Regions from separate parts of the Mus musculus genome. Here regions 1, 3 and 4 are each linked to region 2. The links are chromatin contacts, called in public Hi-C and promoter capture Hi-C maps. All regions are on one chromosome and are shown on one strand. Each heading gives the region's core, a stretch centred on a gene start, on an enhancer-like site or on the middle of the called end of the contact. The rest is flanking DNA. Distances are from core to core; before and after follow the strand shown.

Region 1 (2,953 bases), core at 275-2,774, 1.6 Mb before region 2:
AGCGTTCTGATCAATCACTTTCTCCGCACTGACCATTTTTCTTCAAACGCTTTAAAGGGGCCTGAGCGAGCCTAGGATCACACCATTCCAATTGGTCAGGGTTCTTAGAGTTATCTTCCCAAGGATGGTTATCTGAAAGGTTAGGAAATCCTGTACAAACTGATGTGAGGTGCAGGACTGGGCTCTGGGACCCCTGTGCTGCCTTTCCTCAACCCTGGCTTCCCCTCTCCTCTCTCTCCTCCTACCCTCCTTCCTCTTTTTCCTCTCCCTCCTTGTTCCCCTCCCTGCTTCTCTCCAACCCTCTCCTCCTATCTTCCCTTTTCCTTTTACAATCTGGTCACAGAGCCGAATTCAAAGAATTTCCTTGCAAAATCAGTTTACCAAGAAATGCATCATGGTACATAAATGTCAAGTGCAGTTTATTCTAAACTTCAGACAGTGTTTTTCTTTTAAAAAATCAAGCTTTAAATGCCCAGTTCTCCTGACATTTTCGTACATATTCTATAGTGTTTTCGAAGAGGATAATAACCTTTGCTTGATCCCAGGCAACAGCTGCAAAGATAATGAAATTCTTATGATATTTCACCAGGTAAAATGTGAATTGCAGAAGAAAAGCTATTGAATTTTTATGGATCTTAATCGCATAAAATGAGATTCATGGGGCATACGTATAACTATACTCGGTGGACCAGCTGGCTGCAGTTGCAGTGAGGATTCACCGTGTGGTGTGAGGGGCGCTCCAGCCTCCACTAAGAAATGCTCCCCAAACGCTGCCTTCAGCTTGCCCTAAGAGTGATAATGAAATATGACAGAAATTTCCTTGTGCTGGATCAGTGGCAAGCGAGGTCCTCCACCACCAATATTAATTCATCTGACTTATGTTCCAGTCTTGATTTACCTTATGATTAAAAACTTCTGCAGGTCTGCTCAGCAATTGAGATCAGATCTCATCTGCAGCCCAGTGGTATTGATCCCTATTTAACATCAAGGCTCAGAATTGATTGGCATTGATTAACAATAAAAATGCTCTCCTCCATGTCCAGCCGCCAGGCCAGCATTCTGAAAGGAGGACGCTATGTCGTCCCCCTCATTGACCAATCTGAAAAGAGAAACGGCCCCACCCGCGAGTAAACAATATATTTTAATGTTATTGTAGCTGGATGCTGGACCGACACTGCAAATTGATTTTATTCTTGTTGTATGAGATAAATATCTTTAATAAAATTCTCATTTTATTTAGGATTTTACAGAAATAACTTGATTACTCAAATAGTAGAATTTTTTTCTTTTCCCATGGTGCAAAAAAAATGGATTAAAACATAAAGGCTGTAATAACGTAATCCTAGAGACAAAATGTTAATCAACTTTGAAACTGTGCACAGGATGGGAAAGTCCAGGGAGGTAGTTCATGTGTGGAGACAGCAGGAAACCGGGAAGACAACTGGCTTTATAGAGCCTTTTACCCTGTCAGCTAGTGCTGTGTGACTGGACCAGCCTATGACTACCATGTGCTTGAAGGCTAGTTCCTCTGCAGAATGTCTCAAGAACATATGGCTCCAGAGAGCTCAACCTAGCAGAGCTACTTACTCCACAGGAGCAAACCTGGCCACCTCAGAGAGACTGGGCCTTTGTTTCTGTTCTGTTTTTGTTGTGTCCTACAGATGCAGCCCGAGAAAAGGAGCCTCTAGCAGTTCTTGTAATTAATAGCAGAGATTTAAAAAGTGAACCGAGGAGAATAAATTAGAAGAGTTTCGAACACTCTAACTTTTGATAGGTTTTCTGGGAAGCCATCCTGTTCCCAAGACCGGCTAGTAACCCCTAGCAACCCGTTAGCGCTGGCTGCATCCTTAGCATCCAAGCACGCTGGAGGCCAGGTCCAGCTGAAAGGAATTATCCAATCTCTAACATACAGAAGTTTACAGTTATATAATGATGGAGAAAACCACAAATCCCAAGGGATGTCAAATTTTAGAGATACTTTTAAAATGAAATTATCCAGCCAAGCCTCTAAGACAACCTCCTTGTGCTTAAGACAATAACTACGGTCTGGGATTAATTTCTTTTTTGTGATAGGGCAAATCCAATTTGCTTCTTTAACTGTTGATTAAGGAATCAGTTCTACAAGGCTGTCCCCTGGAATTATTTGCTGTTTATTTGTCTGTGGAGAGCTTCTGGAATCCCCTCCAACTGGGAAGGCCAGGTCAGGCATGGCCATAATGAAGAGCTGCCTGGTGGCTCCAGGCACTCTGACTGGCCTTGTTTGTGTAGAAGAAATAGTTGGCTCTTTGAGCAGCCACTTCCTATCAGGCTTGCAAAGCAGTGCAGAGAGGACCCAAACTGTCTTCTCTGTAGCCTTTCTTTTTACACTCTAAGGGGAAACACCCATTAGGAAGCAATAAATAAATAAATATCTTAAATTAGAATGTATCTCACTCCAAGGCCCTTAGAATTAGTGTCACTGTGTGATCTGGTATCAAGAAAACCAAGGTGCCTGGCTCCTCTTCCTTCCCACTGCATGGTACAAGAAGAGGGTCTGTCCTGTTCGCCTAACATCACATGTGAGTACCGACTGTAGTATGCATTCGGTTTTATTTAAAAATGAGATTCACCAATGATTTGTCAACAGATGTGTGATATTTAAGAACTGAACGTTATCTTCATCCCTGAATCTTTCTGTGTATGGGAGGCCAGGTTCAGTTTCCCCAAATTGTCCCAGGCCCTGGGTGACCTACTATGTTGGTTGTTTTCTGCCTGTTCTCTGGGATTCTATGGCTATCCTTGCAGCGAAGAGGGTGTTCTGTCAGGTATATGGTGTTGTGTTCTAGGAAAGTTTGTCCTGGGGTATCTGGGGCTTGTTCCTGGTTGCTTTGGTCTTTATGTGCTGAGAGCCATTTCCCCCTATGTCAGAATGAAATCTGATTTCTGGTTTAAGGGTCGGGGAGGAGGTTCGTTT
Region 2 (3,041 bases), core at 205-2,704:
CACACACATTTATATACATATTCATGATAAAGTAACAACTATATATGTGTGTGTGTATGTGTGTATGAACTGATCTGCTTTTTAAATCTCTCTCTCTCTATCTATCTATTGCTTAGGTTTCAGGATGAGAAGGCAATGCCCAAGGCCTAAAGTAGAGCTTGGATCCTGGCAGCCCTAACAAGGCAGGCTGGACCACCCATCCTCAGTAGGCTAATTAAAGAGGAGGCAACAGTGAGAAGCACAGAAAGGGGGTGTATTCATGTGGCCCCATTGTGAATAGGAGCAAAGGGGCCCAATGGCACCCTAAATATATTTTTGAAGTCCTGACCAGAGGTTTAGGTTTAGAGGCCAAGAGGTATGCTATAACTAATCAGCCTGGGTTAGGGTGGTATAACACACTCGTTCCCCAGAGTGAAATTTCATGGCTTCATACTTCAGGCTTGTCCTTGAGACCTTGAGGAGAGGGTAGACATTGGTTCTATTGCCCCAGAAGCGGAATTTTTACAACACCCTACTGGAAGAACACTGATCCAGGAACAGGAGGAGGGAGCATGAAAAAAGAGGACAGGAAAACATAGGTACTCTATATTCATCTGACTGGCACCTGGCCTCAGATAACCCCAACTGGTGCCCCAGGAGCCCTATTTTAGGATTTGCAGGTGCAGTCTTGCACAGGTTATTTTAATCGGCATTTCCCCCTGAAACAGCAAAGCATTGCAAACTTAACCGTGCCGCAGCAATAACTCTTAAGTTATGGTTTCGGAAAAACCGTGCCACTGCCTCAGTGTTCATTAAGCAGGGAGACTGTAGAATGAATTATAATGATGTCCCCCAGTTTTTAAAGGACAGTTTGAGGGATACTGAAAAGGCAGGAGAAACAACCTTAGGTTGCGTATGAGGTGTTGCAGAAACGGCAGAGGAAGGGTATAAATTTTAAAAATAGAAAGCTTCTAGCGTTGAGCAAGATGCGGCGTTGTCGGTGTTTGATTTCTGGAGAGGGAGCCTACAGGTAGCTTCCTACAGGTCGCCACGCTAGTTTTGCTGACACTGAAAAAGCTGGGACCCTCTACCCTGCCTATTAGAGCAGCAGTGGCCCGCCCACCAGCCCCACCCTGCCCGCCTTCCGGAGCTTATCTCCGCTCGGGTTCCGCTTCTCCAGCCAGCTTCTGGCCCGGCCCCGCCTACCGGCCTGGCCCCTCCCACCTTCCGGCTCCACCCCCCCCCCCCCCCCCAGGCTCGCAGCCTGGCCCCACCTCTGGACTTCCCCAATCCTCTGTCGCCCTCGCCATTGGTCTCTGGCTGGCCGCCTGGCCCAATCGCAGCACTTAGCGCCAGAATTTGAACCGCCGTTTTGGTTTGAATCGGGCGGGCTGCGGCGGGCGAGCCTTGGCGCGGAACCGCCTAGGCGGACAGTCGGGGCTGGACGGGGCGGCGGGTGGCGGGTGGCGGGCACTTGGGACGCGGGCGGCGGGAGTGCGGGTCTGGTCGGGGCGGAGCGAAGGCCGCGGGTGGCCGTGGTCGGTCCTCCGCGGCTAAGGAGCCGAGGGCTCCGACGCGGGCTGCGCCCGGTGAGCGGCGGCCAGAGCTAACTTGCGCTGACTGGACCAGCTGAGGAGCGGCCCGGCGGGGCGACTGCGAGCTTCACCGAGAGGCTTCTCCGCCCTGGTCCGCAGTCCCGACGGCCGGGCGGACCATGGCGTCCTCGGCTCACCTGGTCACCATCAAGCGGAGCGGCGATGACGGCGCACACTTCCCGCTGAGCCTCAGCTCCTGCCTGTTTGGAAGGTGAGTGCGCGCCGGGGCTGAGGTGACCCGGGGCGGCGACCCCGCGGCCCAACCCCCCTCTGCGTTTGACAGGGTTGTCCCTGTGGCTTGTTCGGAAGTCACGCTCATGCATTGGGAGCTTCCAAATGGAATCGGGATTTTACACTCGGTAGACGCGAGGCTGACGTCGGTGTCCCGCAACTTCCGCACTGTCGTTCTCAGGCAGCCGGCTGTGGCTCTGGATGTTTCGGGAAACATCAGATAGGAGAACCCTGCTCGGGTGCTCTGGGAGAGTCCCCTCTCACCCTCCCCCGTCGGTCGGATGGCAATCTTCCCTGAGGCCTTCCAGGCAGTGGCTGGTGTTGCCACTTCTGCAAACGTTGACCCTTATGGCTTTCTGCCGCGTTTGAAATGTTACTTGAGAGGATGCTTTTAAGAAAACTCGTCTTTCCTAACACCATGCAGATTGGTGACTAGGTTTTAGATTGTTTTGTTTGTCTCCCAGTAGATTAAATTCCAAGACAAGGTCTGCCTTGTTAATGGTTACATCTCTAGGGTCCCATATGGCGACTGACACTTAAGATCAATCAGTGTGTGGCACAGGATGAGTGGTAGGAAGATGGCGATCTGGCAAGAATGGTAGTTCTCAGACATTTGACAAAGTCTGGTGACAGATTTTCATGTCACCCTGGGAGAGGTGCCTGCCGTTAGTTAGTACTGCTGAGTAAGGACAGAGACATGGTGTATTTGACAGTCGAGGAAGTATCTGGTCCAGAATGTCTGTGGTCTTTTGTATCTAGTATGGATTGTGGTGATCTTTTTGCTCCGTAAAACGGGGTTCGAACATATGGTCTTTCTGCCTGGTGTTTTGAAACCCAAAACCTCTGTTTTCTTGAGAGTAAGAACTTCCTGTCAGAGTAAAGAACTTTCTATAACTTTGTTGTTGTTTAAAAGAAGAGAGTACAAATTCTTGTCACAAGTGTCATTCATTTTGATTATTCTGCAATATTACTTAAATATACTTTTAACAAGTTTAAAAAAATTTAAATCAATTTGCATTTGGTTATGTGGTATTTATTGTAAGAGGTATGCTTAGACTCCAGAGGTTCATAGGAAAGCAGACAGTATATAGAGTATAGTCTGGCTTTTAAAGTTCACGATGGAGCTACCAGCGAAAGTCCTGGTTTGTGGCTGGATTAGAATTGTCCCTTCTGTGCTGTGCCACCACAATGCTAGCTTTCCAGAAAGACATTCTAATCTAGATACTGATTGTGGAT
Region 3 (3,128 bases), core at 387-2,886, 1.9 Mb after region 2:
GATTTATTTTTTAGCATCAAACTGAATCTTATCAAGGTTTGAGCTCTTTGGAGTCTCTAAGTCAAACAGTGTATTTGTTTTAAGAACAAAGGAGGCAATAAAACAGCATGGGTGGGGAGGAGGGAAGGAGCCTAGGACAAAGTCCCTGGAAAGGTTGGGAAAAACAGTGGACAGAGAGGTGAGTTCCAGGGTACCTCAGTTCTAGCAACTCTAAAGCACACATCTTCAGCCATCTATCATACACAACTTTGTAGCCCATCGTGGTAGCCCATGCCTTTAATCTTAGCACTTCATAAACAGAGGCAGGTGGACCTGTGGATTTGAAGCCAGCCTGGTCTTTAAACAGTGAGTTCCAAGCTAGCCAGAGAGATAGTGAGATTCTGTTTCAATCAAAACAAAATGAAAAACAGCACTGTAGCCCCAGCACTTTCAGAATGTGGAGCCATGAAGATTCTGAGCCACTGGTTCAGGAGGCTAGGTCACGAAGTTTGCCCTAAACTCAAGGTCAGCCTGGGCTGCAGGAGACAAACTCAAACTTAAGAGTATTTTTAAAAACAAAACAAAAACCAGGGCTAATGAGATGACTTCGCGCAAACAATGCTTGCAGAAAGTAAAAGAGCCAAGTTTGATGCCCAGAACCTCCATAAAATATCAAGTGTGGTGGTGTGATTTGTAGATTCAGCCCTAGAGAGCTGGAGACAGGATCACCTCTGGGGTTCTGCTAGCCGGTTTGCCTAGCCTAGTTCACTAGAGCTCTAGGTCAGTGGGACACCCTGTCTTGAAAACCAAGGTGGGAGCCTGAAGATGTGGTTCAAATATCATGAACACTGACTGCTCTTCCAAAGGACCCAGCACCCACAAGCCTACTCACAGCCTGCTTTTATTATAGTTCAAGGGGATTGGGTTCTCTCTTCTGGTCTCTGTAGAGGCACAAGGCACATGAGTGGTGCAGAGACATATACATGCAGGCAAAACATCTGTACACATTAAATAAAATAAAATAAAAATTTAAAACCAAGGTGGATGGCAAGAAAAGACACCAGAATGTCCCCTCTGGGTTCCACACAAATGTGGCACACTTGCATGTGCACCTGTGTGACACCTGCACACGTGTGCACAAACACATGCATCCGCACGAATAGTCAATAACAAAGAACGGAAAATTTAAGACAAACAGGAATGAGAAACTTTTGTTATGTATCTTATGCTGGGCGGAAGCACATGAATTATATATACCACAGACTTTAGGGATAAGATCGAAGAGAGGCAAGAACACATAAATTCAAGGCCCAGGCTCCATGGAGGTTCACTAAGACACTGGAAGCACTATTAACCATTCGTAAGCCCATTGCTAGTGAGGGCATCAGCCGTGCTCTGTGGAATCTGTGGATCATTTAGCCGAGGGTTCGAGACCTGGCCCGGCTAGCTCGGTCTCTGCTCGCACCCCAGGCCCTAGCCCGCCGCTTACTGTGGGGCTCCATGGTCAGCTGCTCCCGGGGGCCCTCGGGCCCAGCCCTGGCGGCGCCGCCCTCCTAACGCCTGTCTTCGTCTGGCGTCGCTCGGGTTGCCCTGACAACCGGGGATGGGCAGGCGAGCGGGCGGGCGGGGCCCGGCGGACGGCGAGAGGGAGGGACCAAAAAGTGACGTGGAAACGCAGAGCAGCGCACGGGCGGGAGTGGCGCAGGGGGGTCGCGACCCGGGAGCGCGGCGGCTTCAGCAGAGCCGCGCCCCGAGCTCGGGAACGCTCTGTCAGCTCCTCTAGGGACCACGCGAACGTCGGCCGGGCTCGGGAAGCTCCCGCCCAGGCTCTGGGAGGCCTCGGCGGCCGCCGCTGCAGGTAACGGCAGGGCAGGCGGCGGGGAAGCAGGGAGGCCGCGCACCTGTTGCGGCCCCGCCCGACCAGGCACAGCTGAGGGCGAGGGCGCCCCCAGCTCCGGAAGGAGAACCGGAGCTCCGGCCTGAGATCTTCTGGACCCTGGTGGGTTAAGTCTAGGATGACCTGAGACGCCCCAGTGAGAGTCAGAACAAACCCTGCTCCAGCCGGATGACTCGGTCTTTGCACCGCCGTAACCCCAAGCTAGAGTCAGGGTTACCCCTGCATCTGGCGTCCGTCCAGGTCAGGGTCCGGATGAACCCGGAGATGCCCGGGTGAGAGTCGAGATAGACCCTGTTCCTGCTGGAGGACCCAGCTTTTGCCTGCCAGTACCCATTCTCCAGAGTGAAGGGCTATTGCTTCAGGATGTTGCCCCAAGTCATGGTCCGGACTCGGCCTTTGCGCGTGGCAGCTCTTTTCCAGGGTGGGTACCCTATACCGGGATGTTGTCCCAGGTCAAGGCTAGGATGACCCTAAGACTCCGAGTATGGGTGCTCTCAGCTCCTCCTGGAGGACTCGTTCTTTGCACCACATGTTTCAGAGAGGGGTGTTCGAATCCGTTTGCCTAGGTGAGGGTGTGAAAGCTGCTCCTGCCTCTATAGTAGGCCAAGGCTGTCTACTGAGACTACGGGCAGTTCCTCCCCTAGTCCTGCTCTGTCTATCATCCCCACTGTCACCTATCATATTTCAGGCTGTGGGCCCCTTGTGGGATCTTGGAAATTGGTTTAGTTTGGTGTGTGTGTGTGTGTGTGTGTGTGTGTGTGTTTGTGTTTGTGTTACAATACTCATTTTTCCTGTTGATTTTTTTTGGGGGGAGAGGGGGGTCACTGAGTCAGCCAAATTGTGTAGGATACTGGTTTCAAAGACCAGGATCCAGGTTTTCCTTTAAGAAAGGTGTGAAGGGGGGAAAAACCCACTAGGAATTTTTATCTGGTATGGTGTAGAATTTTCAAACCACCTCAGAGAGTGTCATGGGTTAAGGAGAGAAGAGGGGGAAGCAGAGGAAGGAAGAAAAATGGAGAAGAGATAAGAAAGGGATGAGGAAGTGCGGAGAAACAGAGGAAATTGTAGGATTGATTTACCGGTCAGCGCTGGACATTAAAGGCCTTCCATCAACCCCTACTGCTGCCATAGACAGGACTAGAGAAAAATGGAAGGCCCAGCCAGCTCTATTGGGGTCATATAAGTGATTACTCATCTTTGCCAGTAGAGAGATTTCTACCGCGTGGCTGTCAAGGACTCAGGGGAGAATTAC
Region 4 (2,748 bases), core at 70-2,569, 1.2 Mb before region 2:
GATGGGGCCCACTGATCTAGAACAGGACCCAAAGATCGGTGCCTTTTGCTCTCCACAGAAAGAAGTTGCTGTACAAGACACAGCCACCTTACCACAACACCTGAGACTCTGCTTCTTAAACCATGGTAACAGCAGAAACTTCTTCAAAGACATACCACATATTAGTCAAACTCTTATTATGACAGATTTTTCCCTCTAATTGAAAAAAAAATTACTCCCATAGATCCTTGTGGCCTGGCTCCTCTAGACCTCAGACAGTACCAAACTATGTCAATACCCAGAGTGGCCCAGAGTGGGTGGAGCCTCAGGCAGGGCATTTGTGCAGACCATTCTGTCCAGCCACTCTCAGGCTCTAGGTCCTGTCAAATGCTCAGATGACATGCCTAAGCTTACAGGACACTGACCACAGGCCAGGCTTCTCACATCCCCCACACCCAGCACCCTACGACAAGTGCTGCAGATACTGAGAGACACATGAAGTTAAAATCATCTGGGATCACCTGTCAGGGAAGTGAAATGAAGAGCAGGTCTGTCTACAGAGACTCTGCAGGTTGTAGAATACCCTTTCCACAAGCTCCTGTCTGTGTCTGAGGAGGGTCCAGCCAAACGTGTGCACGCACACGTACACTCAAACCTTACTTCTCTGAACTCACAATCAGGGTCTGGATGAGGCAGCTCAGAATAAAATGTACAGAACAAAAACCTAGACCCACTGGGCGCGGAGCGAATGTACTGTTTGTTTACTCTCTGAGGTTTTAACCAGGTGTGCCTAGCACCAGCCATGATGTTGCAGGACCCCGGGGCCTGGTTATTTTCTCCTACTCTCAAGAAAGAAGGAGCTATGAGAAGTATGGGCCTACTACAAGCAGATCTGAGCTACAAGCTGAGGAGCTTCTGGAAGCTTCCTGAAAGAAAGGTGAAGCGGGATCCCCACCCCCTGGTCACCAGTGAAGGGAAAGAGTATGGCCAGGGGACCTGCATGGATCCAGCAGAGACTTGAGAAGTGTTGGGCATCTGGAGGTGTGGCAGGAGACATGCCCAGTCACCAGGCAGACTTGCCCACGAACCCCGGGGCCAAGGGAAGTAGGGCAGCCTGTACAGAAGGGGCTGAGGTCCTAGAGAAAGGAAGGAGTCCTTAGGACAACTCAGAGCCACGACTGTCTCCCTGGACTTCGGCTCTCTCCAGAGAGGGCCCCACACAGTGCCCCAAAACTCACCAGCTTGCAAACTGCAGACAGCAACGGGGAACGGTACACAAGTTTTAGGTGCCTGAGCACCAAGATCTGGCACTGAGAAATACGGGCCGCAGGCGCGTGCACGGGGTGGGGGCGGGGCCTAGCACGGGGCAGGGCCTGGTGGGCGGGGGCGGAGTCAGGGTGCAGTTGATTACTGAGCTGTGGGCTTGTAGTCCGAGGGTGTAAAGCGGGCCTGGTACGCGGGGCGTGGCTCTGGGAGCTGCCGGAAAAGGGGCGGGGAGTGTAAGCACGCCCAGTGTGTGACGCAAGGGTGCCGCTCTGTGCTTCCTCCCTGGGTGCGTGTTCCTAGAGCAGGCCTCTTCTTCCAGACCTGAAACTGGTTCTTTGCCCATCCTAGACATCAGGCCGCATCATCCCACCGGAGCTGAGCTGCACCTTCTCACCTCGACCTCACCACCCCAAGTCCCAGTTTACCCGCTGAGACATAGTCACTATTTGCCAACAGCGCGCACCCAAAGGGTGGTGGAAGAGTTAAGCCCACTAGGAATCCAGTCACTGCCCAGCTGGGCCAGGGCTTTCTTTCAGGATCTTCTTGGCACTTGGAATTGGAATGGCTCAGTAGTGGTTCAGCTAGTGTGAGTATCCAGCATCTGGTGTGAGATGACAGGATTTAAATGTTGTCCACCAAGAAAGCCTTGTTGGAATTCTCCCTCTGTACCTCATAATGGCCTTATTTGGAAAAACACGGAGGTGACACTTGAAGATGATGTCACTAGTTAGGAGAGTCCTAATCTGATATTACTGCTGTCCCTGTGAACAGAAAACTAGAAGCCAGATACACCTGTGTACCAGATGCTGTGCAGGAGGTGAGAACTACCAGCCTCCTGGACTATAAACAAATTTTCATTCTTTCAAGCCACCCACTTTGTGGTACTTGATTGGCGCCCCATGGTATCTGACTTGATTGACATAAAATCCTTAGGGAATGTTATCGTCCTAAAGCTTCAGAGAGACGTGTTGTTAACTTCAGGGTCCCATCCCAGGTGCACATATGCTAAGAACCATGCTGTGGTTTTGTTTGTTGAGACCTTCATCTTCCCAGTGTGCAGCTCTCCTGCCTGGATTTGGTCCTTACTAGTACCCTGGTTCAGTGACCTGGAGGAGCCAACATTTTACCTACCACCTTTAGAAGCGTTGCTCAAAGGTTTGTTGTATGAGGAGCCCCAGTGACTCACAGAGGCCACCATTCACCCTTTGAAGCCGCCCCTCCTCACCTCCACTGTCACCTCCTCCAGACATGCTAAGAATAACTGCTGATAGAAGATAAACGAGACTCCTAGATACATGGGATGATCAAATCAAGTCTCAGAGTCCTTCTGTGTCGTCTACGCTCAACAACTTGCTTGGATTTGTAATTACCTCAGAGACACACCTCTGGGCATTGGAGCTCCCCTCCCCCAATATGGGTGGTGTCATCTCTAAGAACTGAGATCCCAAACTGAATGAGAAGGGAACAAAGGAGAAGATAAAGAGAGCACCAGCACAACTCTCT

Evidence for each region. Promoter capture Hi-C pulls out the DNA fragments that hold promoters and counts their contacts. Hi-C and Micro-C count contacts between places; a contact is called where the count stands out from the background.
Region 1: a promoter capture Hi-C map of frontonasal cranial neural crest shows a contact between it and region 2, with 6 times the contacts expected there. The contact joins the enhancer-like site here to the promoter of Mki67 in region 2. A contact is called at or near these places in 7 of 39 promoter capture datasets (the 3T3-L1 cell line, cranial neural crest, frontonasal cranial neural crest and 4 more), 1 of 115 datasets of contacts at active chromatin or transcription factors (pro-B cells) and 1 of 9 other capture datasets (adipose tissue).
Region 3: a contact with region 2 is called in a promoter capture Hi-C map of pre-B cells, with 7 times the contacts expected there. The contact joins the promoter of Dhx32 here to the promoter of Mki67 in region 2. A contact is called at or near these places in 5 of 39 promoter capture datasets (the C10 cell line, embryonic stem cells, hippocampal neurons and 2 more), 3 of 115 datasets of contacts at active chromatin or transcription factors (embryonic midbrain, extraembryonic endoderm stem cells and large pre-B cells) and 2 of 9 other capture datasets (adipose tissue and embryonic stem cells).
Region 4: a Hi-C map of muscle stem cells shows a contact between it and region 2, with 12 times the contacts expected there. The contact joins the promoter of Mgmt here to the promoter of Mki67 in region 2. A contact is called at or near these places in 3 of 39 promoter capture datasets (the 3T3-L1 cell line, embryonic stem cells and pre-B cells) and 1 of 484 Hi-C or Micro-C datasets (muscle stem cells).

Annotation. Positions count from the first base shown.
Region 1 is chr7:137,293,587-137,296,539 of GRCm38.p6, reverse strand. The region is part of intron 6 of Ebf3 (early B cell factor 3); the gene reads left to right. Among named protein-coding and RNA genes, the nearest start is that of Ebf3, 19 kb to the left of the region's middle. Within about 2 kb of position 1,524, at least 7 of the 459 cell types and tissues checked have an H3K27ac peak or open chromatin away from gene starts, as enhancers often do.
Region 2 is chr7:135,714,792-135,717,832 of GRCm38.p6, reverse strand. Mki67 (antigen identified by monoclonal antibody Ki 67) reads left to right here and starts at 1,454. Exons shown (of 14, transcript NM_001081117.2): 1 at 1,454-1,785. The coding sequence starts at 1,694.
Region 3 is chr7:133,775,311-133,778,438 of GRCm38.p6, reverse strand. It overlaps Dhx32 (DEAH (Asp-Glu-Ala-His) box polypeptide 32), which reads left to right and starts at 1,636. Exons shown (of 12, transcript NM_133941.2): 1 at 1,636-1,837. Fank1 (fibronectin type 3 and ankyrin repeat domains 1) reads right to left here and starts at 1,548. Exons shown (of 11, transcript NM_025850.2): 1 at 1,469-1,548. The coding sequence starts at 1,481.
Region 4 is chr7:136,893,157-136,895,904 of GRCm38.p6, reverse strand. It overlaps Mgmt (O-6-methylguanine-DNA methyltransferase), which reads right to left and starts at 1,319. Exons shown (of 5, transcript NM_008598.3): 1 at 1,218-1,319.